Regions from separate parts of the Mus musculus genome. Here region 2 is linked to region 1. The links are chromatin contacts, called in public HiChIP or PLAC-seq maps. All regions are on one chromosome and are shown on one strand. Each heading gives the region's core, a stretch centred on a gene start, on an enhancer-like site or on the middle of the called end of the contact. The rest is flanking DNA. Distances are from core to core; before and after follow the strand shown. Region 1 holds the start of Ubn2 (ubinuclein 2). Region 2 holds the start of Klrg2 (killer cell lectin-like receptor subfamily G, member 2).

What was found. HiChIP or PLAC-seq counts read pairs in DNA pulled down with a chosen protein or histone mark.
Region 2: an H3K4me3 HiChIP or PLAC-seq map of stem cell-derived neural progenitor cells shows a contact between it and region 1, with 58 read pairs. The contact joins the promoter of Klrg2 here to the promoter of Ubn2 in region 1. A contact is called at or near these places in 13 of 39 promoter capture datasets (the 3T3-L1 cell line, 3T3-L1-derived adipocytes, the C10 cell line and 9 more), 3 of 484 Hi-C or Micro-C datasets (embryonic stem cells and stem cell-derived neural progenitor cells), 1 of 115 datasets of contacts at active chromatin or transcription factors (stem cell-derived neural progenitor cells) and 1 of 9 other capture datasets (liver).

Annotation. Positions count from the first base shown.
Region 1 is chr6:38,432,110-38,437,220 of GRCm38.p6, reverse strand. Ubn2 (ubinuclein 2) reads right to left here and starts at 3,296. Exons shown (of 17, transcript NM_177185.4): 1 at 2,623-3,296. The coding sequence starts at 3,048.
Region 2 is chr6:38,635,073-38,640,059 of GRCm38.p6, reverse strand. It overlaps Klrg2 (killer cell lectin-like receptor subfamily G, member 2), which reads left to right and starts at 2,821. Exons shown (of 5, transcript NM_001033171.2): 1 at 2,821-3,684. The coding sequence starts at 2,994.

The DNA.
Region 1 (5,111 bases), core at 2,047-4,546:
ACCCCAGCTACTCAGCAATATGAAACAACAAGATTGTGAATTCAAGGCCAATACGGGCTACAAAATAAGTTCATGGCGCCTTACCAACTTAAAATTATCTTGTCTCAAAAACAAAGGATGGGGTGTACTTGGAGTCATGTCAAATGATAGAGCATATCCCTGGTCTGGCATGTTCAAGACCCTTGGCTTCATTCTTAGCATTGAAAAAAAGAACAGACTTCCCAAAGGAGACATTTTGGGATCACCACTTTCCAGACATTCTCTAGTTGGTCACTCTCCTAGGCTGTCTTTATGGAACTATCACAATCCACTTACAGAAGTGTAATTTACACATTCTTAAATAATAAATATGTTAAACAGGACTAATCATAGGAAAATGTGGCAACTTTTCCTACAAAAGTACACCACAATAAAAAACAATAAATTCTTTTGTGGAATTACAAAGAAAAGATATATGGTTGACTATATAATGAAAAAAATTGGACCAATAAATCCCTAAATTGATAATATCTATGAAGCAAACATAAAAATTAAACCCAATTCATATGTCCCATAGAATATAAAAATATAGCCATATACCAAACATTGCTTTAAAGGTAAAGGAAAGATCACATACACAATGGTAAATTCCACAGAGCCTATATAGCAGGTTAAATATAAGTATGATATAGCTAAAAACAGATTAAAACACCTAGGTTAGCCTGGCAGGAGGGCGCACACCTTTGATCCCAGTGCTCAGGAGGCAGAGGGATCTGAGTTGGAGACCTGGTCTACAAAGTGAATTTTAGGAGAGCTGGTGCTACACAAATCCTGTTTCAAAACAAAACATCTGGGTTAGTGTAGGTACTTCCTATATATTTGCACAATGACAAAACACTAACTAGAATTATGTATTTTTACTTAAAAATGGCTTTTGTCTTGCTGTTTTACTATACTTTGTGTGTGTGTGTGTGTGTGTGTACAACTTGTAGAAGATGGTTCTCTCCTTCCACCATGTGGATACTAGTTATGGAACTTAGGTCTTTAGGCTTGGCAGCAAGTGCCTTTACCTGCTGAGCCATTTTGTCACCTGATTTTTTGTTTTGTTTTGGTTTGGTTTTTTTTTTTTTTTTTTGTTTTTTTGAGGCAGGTTCTCACTATGTGGCCCTGAACTCTCTCCATCCTTCCACCCCAGCCTCCAGAGTGCCGAGGTCACAGACTAGCATGCCCATCTACAAAATGTTTTGCATCTGCAACTTACACAAATTGTAAAAATTGTACACTTAATATTAGAAAAGCAAGAATTTTTTTTTTGGAAAATGTTCCAATTTAATAGACAAAAAAGAAGCATTTATATTATAAAACCAGAAAGGGTTATGAATGAATTGAGTTTACAGGACAAAGTACTAGTGGAAGTGACCAAAATGGTCTCTACCCCTAACAATTCGATTTCTCTGAAAACATTTAGTAATGATGGCCACACCATACTTGTAACTAGCCATCAAAGGATTAACTGGCGCAAAATGAACACAGACTAATGATATTATTCAATGTGAGACTTTTGACTATAGAGTAATCCACTGCAAAACAAAGATAGTTGAAAGGAAATAATGAATTCTGCAGTTCATTAGAAAGCCCAGCCTAATAAAGAGCATAGTCGCTAAACAAGAGAGCAATGTCTGTCTCCTGCCTCTGTCTCTCTCTCTCCCATCTCCCCTTCCTAAAGATCACCAGCCCACAACAATAAAAATTACAATCACCGACAAACCGCTGTCCTAATCCCATTGTTCACCGGTTCCCTCAAAAGCATACCGATGTATTTTCCTAAGTTTTTTTTTTTTTGATCCAAAGCGAATGTTTTTTTTTTTTTTTTTTTTTTCCGTCATTCTCCAGAAATCCACAACGGACAAAATGCTCCCAATTCGAACTAATGAGAGCCACTCAAATAATATGACTGGGCAGCCACCGGGTAAGACAAGAGACCTTTCCATTCAAAGACAATGTGCACAAACTCAACACACACACACACACACACACACACACACAAAGCTAACAATATTTACCAACACAAGTGCAACCACATTACGAATCCACTTTTTCATTCCTAACGTGGAATCATTAGTTTCTGAAAATGTTTAATTTCTCTTAAATCCCCTTCAATCAAGGAAAATAAACCACCCGGCCACGAGCCCATCTCAGCAGCCCTGGCGCACGGTACAGCTGGGTTGAGGAAGGATGAGGATGAGCCGAGAAGGGGTCACACAATCTCTCCGCTTCAGACCGGGGGGCGTGTCCCCCAAGGTTTTTTTTTCGCTTCCCTTCTACCGGAACGACAGATGGAAGTGCCACAAGAAGCTAGCCGCACGGCTCACAGGGCCTCGGGATTTGGTGTGGGGAACAGAAAGGAAAAGGAGGAAAAAGCTGAGGTTTCGAAAGGTGCACAGGAAAACCGGCTCGGCGCGGTGTGGTGGGGGCAGCATCGGCCACCCAGGAGGGCCGAGCCGCGCAGCTCCCGCCCCGTCTAGCTGCCCGGCCCCCGCCACCCCACCCCCGGGGCGAGCGAAGTGCAGAGCAGCCCGGGCAGGCGGCGGGTCCGGAGGCGCCCGGGCTGTGGGGCGGCCGGGAGGGAGGGACCCTCTGTACCCGTTGTTCTCCGCACAGCAGCAGCTCCGGGTAGCTGAACTCCACGCAGCTTTCGTCCGTGGGGTCCTTGAGCACCAGCTCCAGGCGAACCGTCTCCTTCGGCGGTCGCGGCGGCGGCTCCGCCCGGGAAGCCGACTCCCGCGGAGGGGGAGTCTGCAGGGGCAGCGGCGGCGGCGGCGGCTCGGGCCGCGGGGGCTCGCGCTGCAGCGCCATGGGCGGCTCGGCGCGGCTGACCTCGCGCTGGGGGAGCGGCTTGTCGCGCGCCGGGGGCTGCGCGTCAGCGCGGGGGGCCGGCTCCGCCCGGGCCGGCTCGCGGTACGGCTGCGGCTCCAGTCGGGGGGGCTCGCGCTCGGCGCCCGCGAAGTCGGCCTCGCGTCGCCTCACCGGTGACAGGCTAATGAACGCGACTCTGCGCGGCTCCGCCATCCCCACTGTTCTGGCCCTCGGCGCTCGCTCGAGCCGGCTCTCGCCTCGACGCCGCACGGCGCGCCTGCCCGCCTCTCCTTCTGCTCTCCGTCACTTTTCTTCCCTCCAGCACCCTCAGCTGTCCCCGCGGACGCCACCGTGAGTGCGGACCGGGTCCCCGTCCCCGCTACTACGTTCTGATGGGCTCCACCGCCATCGCCAGGGTCGCCGCAGCCGCCATGTTGGATCCCCCACATAAATAGAAGCAGGCCGCTGAGCGGGCGCATGCGCACACTCGAGACGCTCGCGTCCACAGTCGTGGCTGTTGCTCAGTTTTCCCCTTTTCCTCTCAACAGTCTGGAGGCCAGACAGCTCGGCGGAAGTGACGTCACAGACAGGCCTGTCTCCGTGGCAACGGGGACGCTCTCTGCTTTGCTTTCAAAGGAGGGGTTTGGGGTTCCCTGAGTGATTTCCTCCTCTCGCCCGGAAACCGAGGCACGCTCGCCGATCCCTTAGGGTGAGCGTCGCGATGTGCCTGGGACCGACACAGTCATGGCGCCGGGTCCCGCCCGACGTTGGCCTCTGGCTCTCGGCGCTGGGGAACAGGGTTGTCAGCTGAGGATTCCAGGCGGACCCAGGGCAGGGGTGAGGGGCTCGCGGCCCGGCGCCGGGCCCGCCGGTCTGTTGTCCCGTCACCTGAGGTGTCCAGGGTAGAAAGGCGAAAACTAAACTCTCCTCAGACCCCTCCCGAAAGCGCTACGCTGCCTCCCACACCGCTGCCTCCCACACCTCTTCCTAGCCGCTTTGCGCATGGCGGTGAGACGTTCAGTGACGCGCCTCAGTTGGGAAATTGAACTGGCAAAGGAACAGTTCTTGAAGACTTGAACGTCTTGGCAGCCTTTGGTGTTATTTTAGGGGACATGCTCCCGGGGGAAGAAAATTCACGGCTCATCTTTGAGTGGGAAGGAGCGTTGCTTAGGCTTCGTTGGAGCATCGTGGGAAACGAACTGGAATTCAGATTTTAACGGACGAGAATTACTAGCCCTTTTCATCTATTCAATAGAAAGGGAATTGAAAGACTCCCTTGCCGCATCCTCAAGGAAACCCAAGCTTGTTAATTGCATCAACTATATTAGATGTTGAAGAGCTGAGTCAAAGAGTCGTCACAGACGTTTTTAATATTTGCTCTTCTATTCCTTTCCAAAGGTGTACCAAATGGTGATGGAATGTTCAACCCAAAAGATTGTGCTAGCTCTAAGCCAGGTGTAGAGATGTATCCCTTTAGTGTCAGGAAGATACAGGCTGTTACATTTCAACATGGTCCACATAGACAACTGCAGGTCAGCTAACACTTCTTTTTTTTTTTTTTTTTTTTTTTTTTTGGTTTTTTGAGACAGGGTTACTCTGTGTAGCCCTGGCTGTCCTGGAACTCACTCTGTAGACCAGGCTGGCCTCTGCCTACCGAGTGCTGGGATTAAAGGCATGCGCCACCACGCCCGGCCAGCTAACACTTCTTAATGGAAGTGGGTGCACTCTGGAGCCAGGCGGATCTCTATGAGTTCAAGGCCAGCCTGGTCTATTTAGTGACTTCTAAGACAGCCAGACCTACATAGTGAGACCCTGTCTGGAAAAAAAAAAAAAAAAAAAACTGGCAGCAGCAACAAGAAAAAAAAAAGAGGAAGATGATGAATTTCTTCCTTACAATGCTGCAATATTTTCTTGACACTATATTTTACCTCCAACATTCCTTCCACTGCTCCTGGTTCTGTTTGGGTCTCCTATTTTTGGATTGAAGTGACCTTTCTGCCCACAGACTCTGTTTCTGCCATCTTAAAATGGGCAATTAAAGTTTTTGGAACACTTTCTTTTTTTCTTTTTTTTTTTTTTCTTTAGTTTTTCGAGACAGGGTTTTTCTATATAGCCCTGGCTGTCCTGGAACTCACTTTGTAGAAATCTGCCTGCCTCTGCCTCCCGAGTGCTGGGATTAAAGGCATGCGCCACCATGCCCGGCTTCTGGAACACTTTCTGATGTATCTCTATCCCATCTCCAATTGACTGAGGGCTATACCTGTGTTCAGTTTCTG
Region 2 (4,987 bases), core at 1,572-4,071, 200 kb before region 1:
GTGACTCTGTTTCTAGCTGAAGGAAGACTTTGATATATAAACCTGTATCGGGTGGGAAACATTTCCCCCTGAAATAATGAAAATGGGGAGAAGCTGAAGACAGCAGACCTGAGACAGCAGAGCCTAAGGGAAGGAGGAAAGCCAGTCAGCTTTGGTGTTGGGGAAAGTGTGGGTGAGAGGGACTCTAAGGCAAGAAAAGTACTCAGGTATGTTGGTGCATGCCTGCAGTCCCAGTGCTCAGAGGTGGAGGCAGGAGAATCAGGAGTTTAAAGCCATCTCCATCCGCTTCATCTCCAGGTTTGGGAGAACCTGGGTTGCTGGGAAACTCTAAAACAAGTAACAACAAAACAAAACAGGAAGAGAGTGAGAAAAGGGCCATGTCGAACCGTCAAAGGCTCCAGGGGCCACCATACAAAGAAGAGCACCTGCTGGACTTGGTGACAAGGGTGCCTGCTCCCTACAAGGAAGATGTTGGGCCGGGCGTGGTGGCGCATGCCTTTAATCCCAGCACTTGGGAGGCAGAGGCAGGCGGATTTCTGAGTTCGAGGCCAGCCTGGTCTACAGAGTGAATTCCAGGACAGCCAGGGCTACACAGAGAAACCCTGTCTCAAAAAAAAGAAAAGAAAAGAAAAGAAAGGAAAGGAAAGGAAAGGAAAGGAAAGGAAAGGAAAGGAAAGGAAAGGAAAGGAAAGGAAAGGAAAGGAAAGGAAAGAAAAAAGAAAAGAAAAATTCTAGCCTGGCAGTGGTGGTGCTCGCCTTTAATCTCAGCACTTGGGAGGCAGACAGGGGCAGGCAGATTTCTGATTTCTAGGCCAGCCTGGTCTACAGAGTGAGTTCCAGGACAGCCAGGACTACACAGAGAAACCCTGTCTCGAAAAAAAGGAAAGGTAGAAAGAGCAGAGGTTTAAAATGCACTAGGGACATGGACTGAGGGTGGGACAGTTCTGTTAAGAGAAGGTTGATGGTGACAAAGGGCGCTAGGGATTATGCCAGGTGTGAGCTCCATCACTGAGCTATTCCCCCCACCATTTTTTCAGTCTGGGTTTTTGTTGTTTGTTTTTTGAGACTCTCCTGTAGCTCAGGTTGGCTTGGAAATCATCATGTATGGTCTGGAGCTGCTGATGTCCCAAGTGCTGGGGTTACAGGCAACCTATAATCACAGTCCCATGCCTTTTAAGATGCATTTTCATGGAACTAGGAGAAGACAGCTCAGTTGGTAAGGGGCCTGTTGTGCAAACACAAGGGCTTGAGTGTGACCTCCAGAATGAATGTCTTGTTCACCTGAAGTCAGACTTTGACTGAATTGAACTACCCCTTGTTGTTGTTCTTTTTTGCTGTTGTTTTTCTTTTTTGTTTGTTTGTTTGTTTGTTTTTGTTTGTTTTATTTTGTTTTCCAGACAGGGTTTCTCTAGGTAGCCTTAGCTGTCCTGGAACTCACTCTGTAGACCAGACTGGCCTCAAACTCAGAGATCCGCCTGCCTCTGTCTCCCAAGTGCTGGGATTAAAGGCGTCCACCACCATGCCCGGCGAGCTGTTGTTTTTCAAGACAGGGTTTCTCTGTGCAGTCCCAGGTGTCCTGGAACTTGCTCTGTAGACCAGGCTGACCTCAAACTCAACTGCCTCTGCTTTAAACTACCTCTTTTATCTGCTAGCCCTACCCTGGAGTACTGGTTAAAAACAGTAGTGGCCTCATGCCTCTTCAGACTCAGGAAGTTCGGAAGGGACCTTAACAAATCTGTATTTTAAAAGGCTATTTAGGAACTGGAGAGATGTTTGTCAATAAGAACTTGCTGCCCTATCATCAGAAATCAAGTTCAAATCTCAACACCGACATCCAGCAGTTCACAAATGCCTGCAACTCGAGGTTCAAAATAGCTGAGCTTCAAAAAGCAGGCATATGCTACATACATGTCAACACTACAAGTAAGTCTATAATAACAAAAATTGTATTCAAGCCAAGTGTAGTGGTGCATGCCTTTAATCTCAGCATGCTTTTAACTCCGTGAGTTCCAGGACAGCCTGATCTACATAGCGAGTTCTAAGACAACCAGGACTACCTAGAGAGATTGTCTCAAAAAACAAAATGAAACCAAAACGGCAAAACAAAATAAAATACAACAACAACAACAAAAATCAAGACAAACAGAAAAATCCACAAAGCTCTCCACAAAGCTGTCTTCGAACCATCATGCTACCTCACTAAGCTGGTAGAGCACATGACACTTCATGGGGAAATGAGCATTCTCTCCTTGATTTTTTTATTTCGTTTTTATTTTTGTTTGTTTCACTATAAACTCAGGCTGGTCTGAACTTGCTATGTAGACCAGGCTGGCCTCAAACTCACAGAGATGTCTCTGCTGCCAGAGTGATGGGATTACAGGCATGGACCAAAGCGTCTGGCTCATTCCTCGTTCTCCGTGTTAAGTCTACAAGTAGTCAAGCTCCCAGAGTTGGAATCAGGACTTCAACCTTTCACTCGCTTCCAAACCACAACCGGTGACCCTGTCGCCATCACTTTTCCTTGTTCTGATATGTCTGAAGTCCTTATCCACGCAGATTTAGCCAATCCCTTCCCACTCAGTCTACAACTGAATCCACCCGCAGCACAGAGCCAGCAGGGGTAACGGGTGGGGCTCGGGATGAAGGAGAGGAAGGAATCTGCCAGTCTCTGGGTTCCCAGTGCTGCCTTAAGAGCCACCGCCCACTCTGTGACTCGCTCAACCGGGTCCTCCCAGCAACCGGTGCCACGGAAAGGCCAGGCTGGAGTTCCGAGGGTGTGGCCAATCCATAGCCACAGCCAATCACACAGGGTCCTCTAGTGAAGCTGTTAGTTGACAACGTGAACGACCCGAAACTTCTGGGGACCCAGCCTAGAACGCGACGCTCGCACGGCGAGTCTCGAGTCGGCGCGGAGGACGGAGCGGACCCGGGAAGCGTCTAGAGGAGGCCAGGGTGAGACCGGGTCCCCAGAGGAGCCCTCGGAAAGCTCGGGAATGGAGCCGCCGCAGGTCCCGGCGGAGGCGCCCCAACCCAGGGCCTCCGAAGACAGCCCGAGGCCGGAGCGGACCGGGTGGGAGGAGCCGGACGCGCAGCCCCAGGAGCTCCCGGAGAAGTCTCCGTCTCCAGCCCTGTCCGGTTCCCCTCGCGTACCGCCGCTCAGTCTGGGCTACGGCGCCTTCCGCCGCCTGGGCTCGTGCAGCCGCGAGCTGCCGTCTCCGAGCCCCTCGTGGGCCGAGCAGCCCCGGGATGGAGAGGCGGAGCTGGAGCCCTGGACGGCGTCAGGAGAGCCCGCACCCGCGTCCTGGGCGCCCGTGGAGCTGCAGGTGGACGTGCGCGTGAAGCCCGTGGGCGCGGCTGGGGCTAGTCGCGCGCCCTCGCCTGCGCCGTCCACGCGCTTTCTCACCGTGCCAGTGCCCGAATCGCCAGCCTTCGCCCGCCGCTCCGCTCCCACGCTCCAGTGGCTGCCCCGCGCCCCGTCACCAGGCTCCACGTGGAGCCGAGGATCGCCGCTTGCCGCGAACGCCACCGAGTCTGTCAGCCCCGCTGAGGGTTGCATGGTCCCCCCGGGCTCGCCCGCCTGCCGCTGCCGCTGCCGCGAGCCCGGACTGACCAAAGAAGATGACGCGCTGCTGCAGCGCGCAGGCATAGATGGCAAGAAACTGCCGCGGGCCATCACGCTCATAGGTGAGTGCTCAAAAGTGCTCGTGCCCGGTCCCTGAACTAGACTAACCAGAAGCCAATCTGGCTGCCCCCAAATCCATCCTGCTTCTGTCTCAGAATTAATAAGAATCAACCCAGGATCCTGCCCCTAGCCCTCCTCCCGGAAACTTTCCTTCCTTCTTAGTGTGCGCAGCATCTTGGAGAAGTAGAACTCTGGGTAAGGTGAGGGGAGATGATTCAGAATCACGTGGCAGTGGTGGCCTGGGTACACTTCCAAGGGCTGGGCTCCTTTCCGCCTTCAGGAGGGTCACCCATCAGCACACACGCTGAGCTGGCCCCGCGCCAGATGGCATGTGTTTTGCTTTGCGTGTGAAGGAGAGGCAAGTCTAGCAGTGCAGAAAGCCCCTGTGTTGGTTTACTTTTTCTTACTGTGATAAAATGCTGACCAAAAACAACTTGGGGAGGAAAGGTTGTATTTGCCTTACAGGTTATAGTTTATCATCATGGGAAGCCAAAGCAGGAACCTGGAGGCGGGAACAGGGGAACAGTAGCAAAACCACGGAGGAAAGCTGTTTACTGGCTTTCTGCTCGGCTTTCTTTCTTGTACCACCCACCCCACCTGCACCCGCCCGTAGTAATTAAGAAAATGCCCTACAGATTTGCCTACAATCTGTACTTGCCAATCTGGTGGGTGCATTTTCTCAAGGGAGGTTCCGCTTTCCAGAAAATCTTAGCTTGTGCCAAGTTGACAAAACAGTAACCAGTACAGCCCCCTAAAGGTTGTTAGTTAGAGTAAGGAATTGCTCTGTTGTGGTTGGTTTACTGGGCCACCCTAGGTCGTGGGTGGCGGAGGTTCATATTAGCCTTGAGAGAACAGAGAAGCCTGAAGGGACTAGAACCTTGCCCAGTAAGCAAACTGCCCAAACGTGGGGCAGTGGAAAAGTTAAGCGGTAGGGAGCACCCAGGAGTCCTTGGGGGGGGGGGGGGGAGCTCAGAGATCACGAAAAACTTTTAGAACTCTGTGAGCAGATTTCTGCAATGTGGAATGGGTTCGCCATTGCTATTGCAAGTTTCCCACACGCTCGCTCGGTGCCTCTAGTTGATGCAAACTTGGTATCTTGCATCAGAGGTCTGACACAGGCTCCCTAGTCTAAGGAGATGCTATCAGCAGGGCAGTGCTTCTCTCACTGAGGCTCCGGGGCAATTCCCTTACTTCACCTCAGTGAGAGATCCTTCACTGTTGATCCCAAGTAGTATTAGGTGGGATCTGTCTGCTCTGGCACTTTGCCTCCCTCCTCTCAGGTAAGGACCCTCGTGATTACACTGA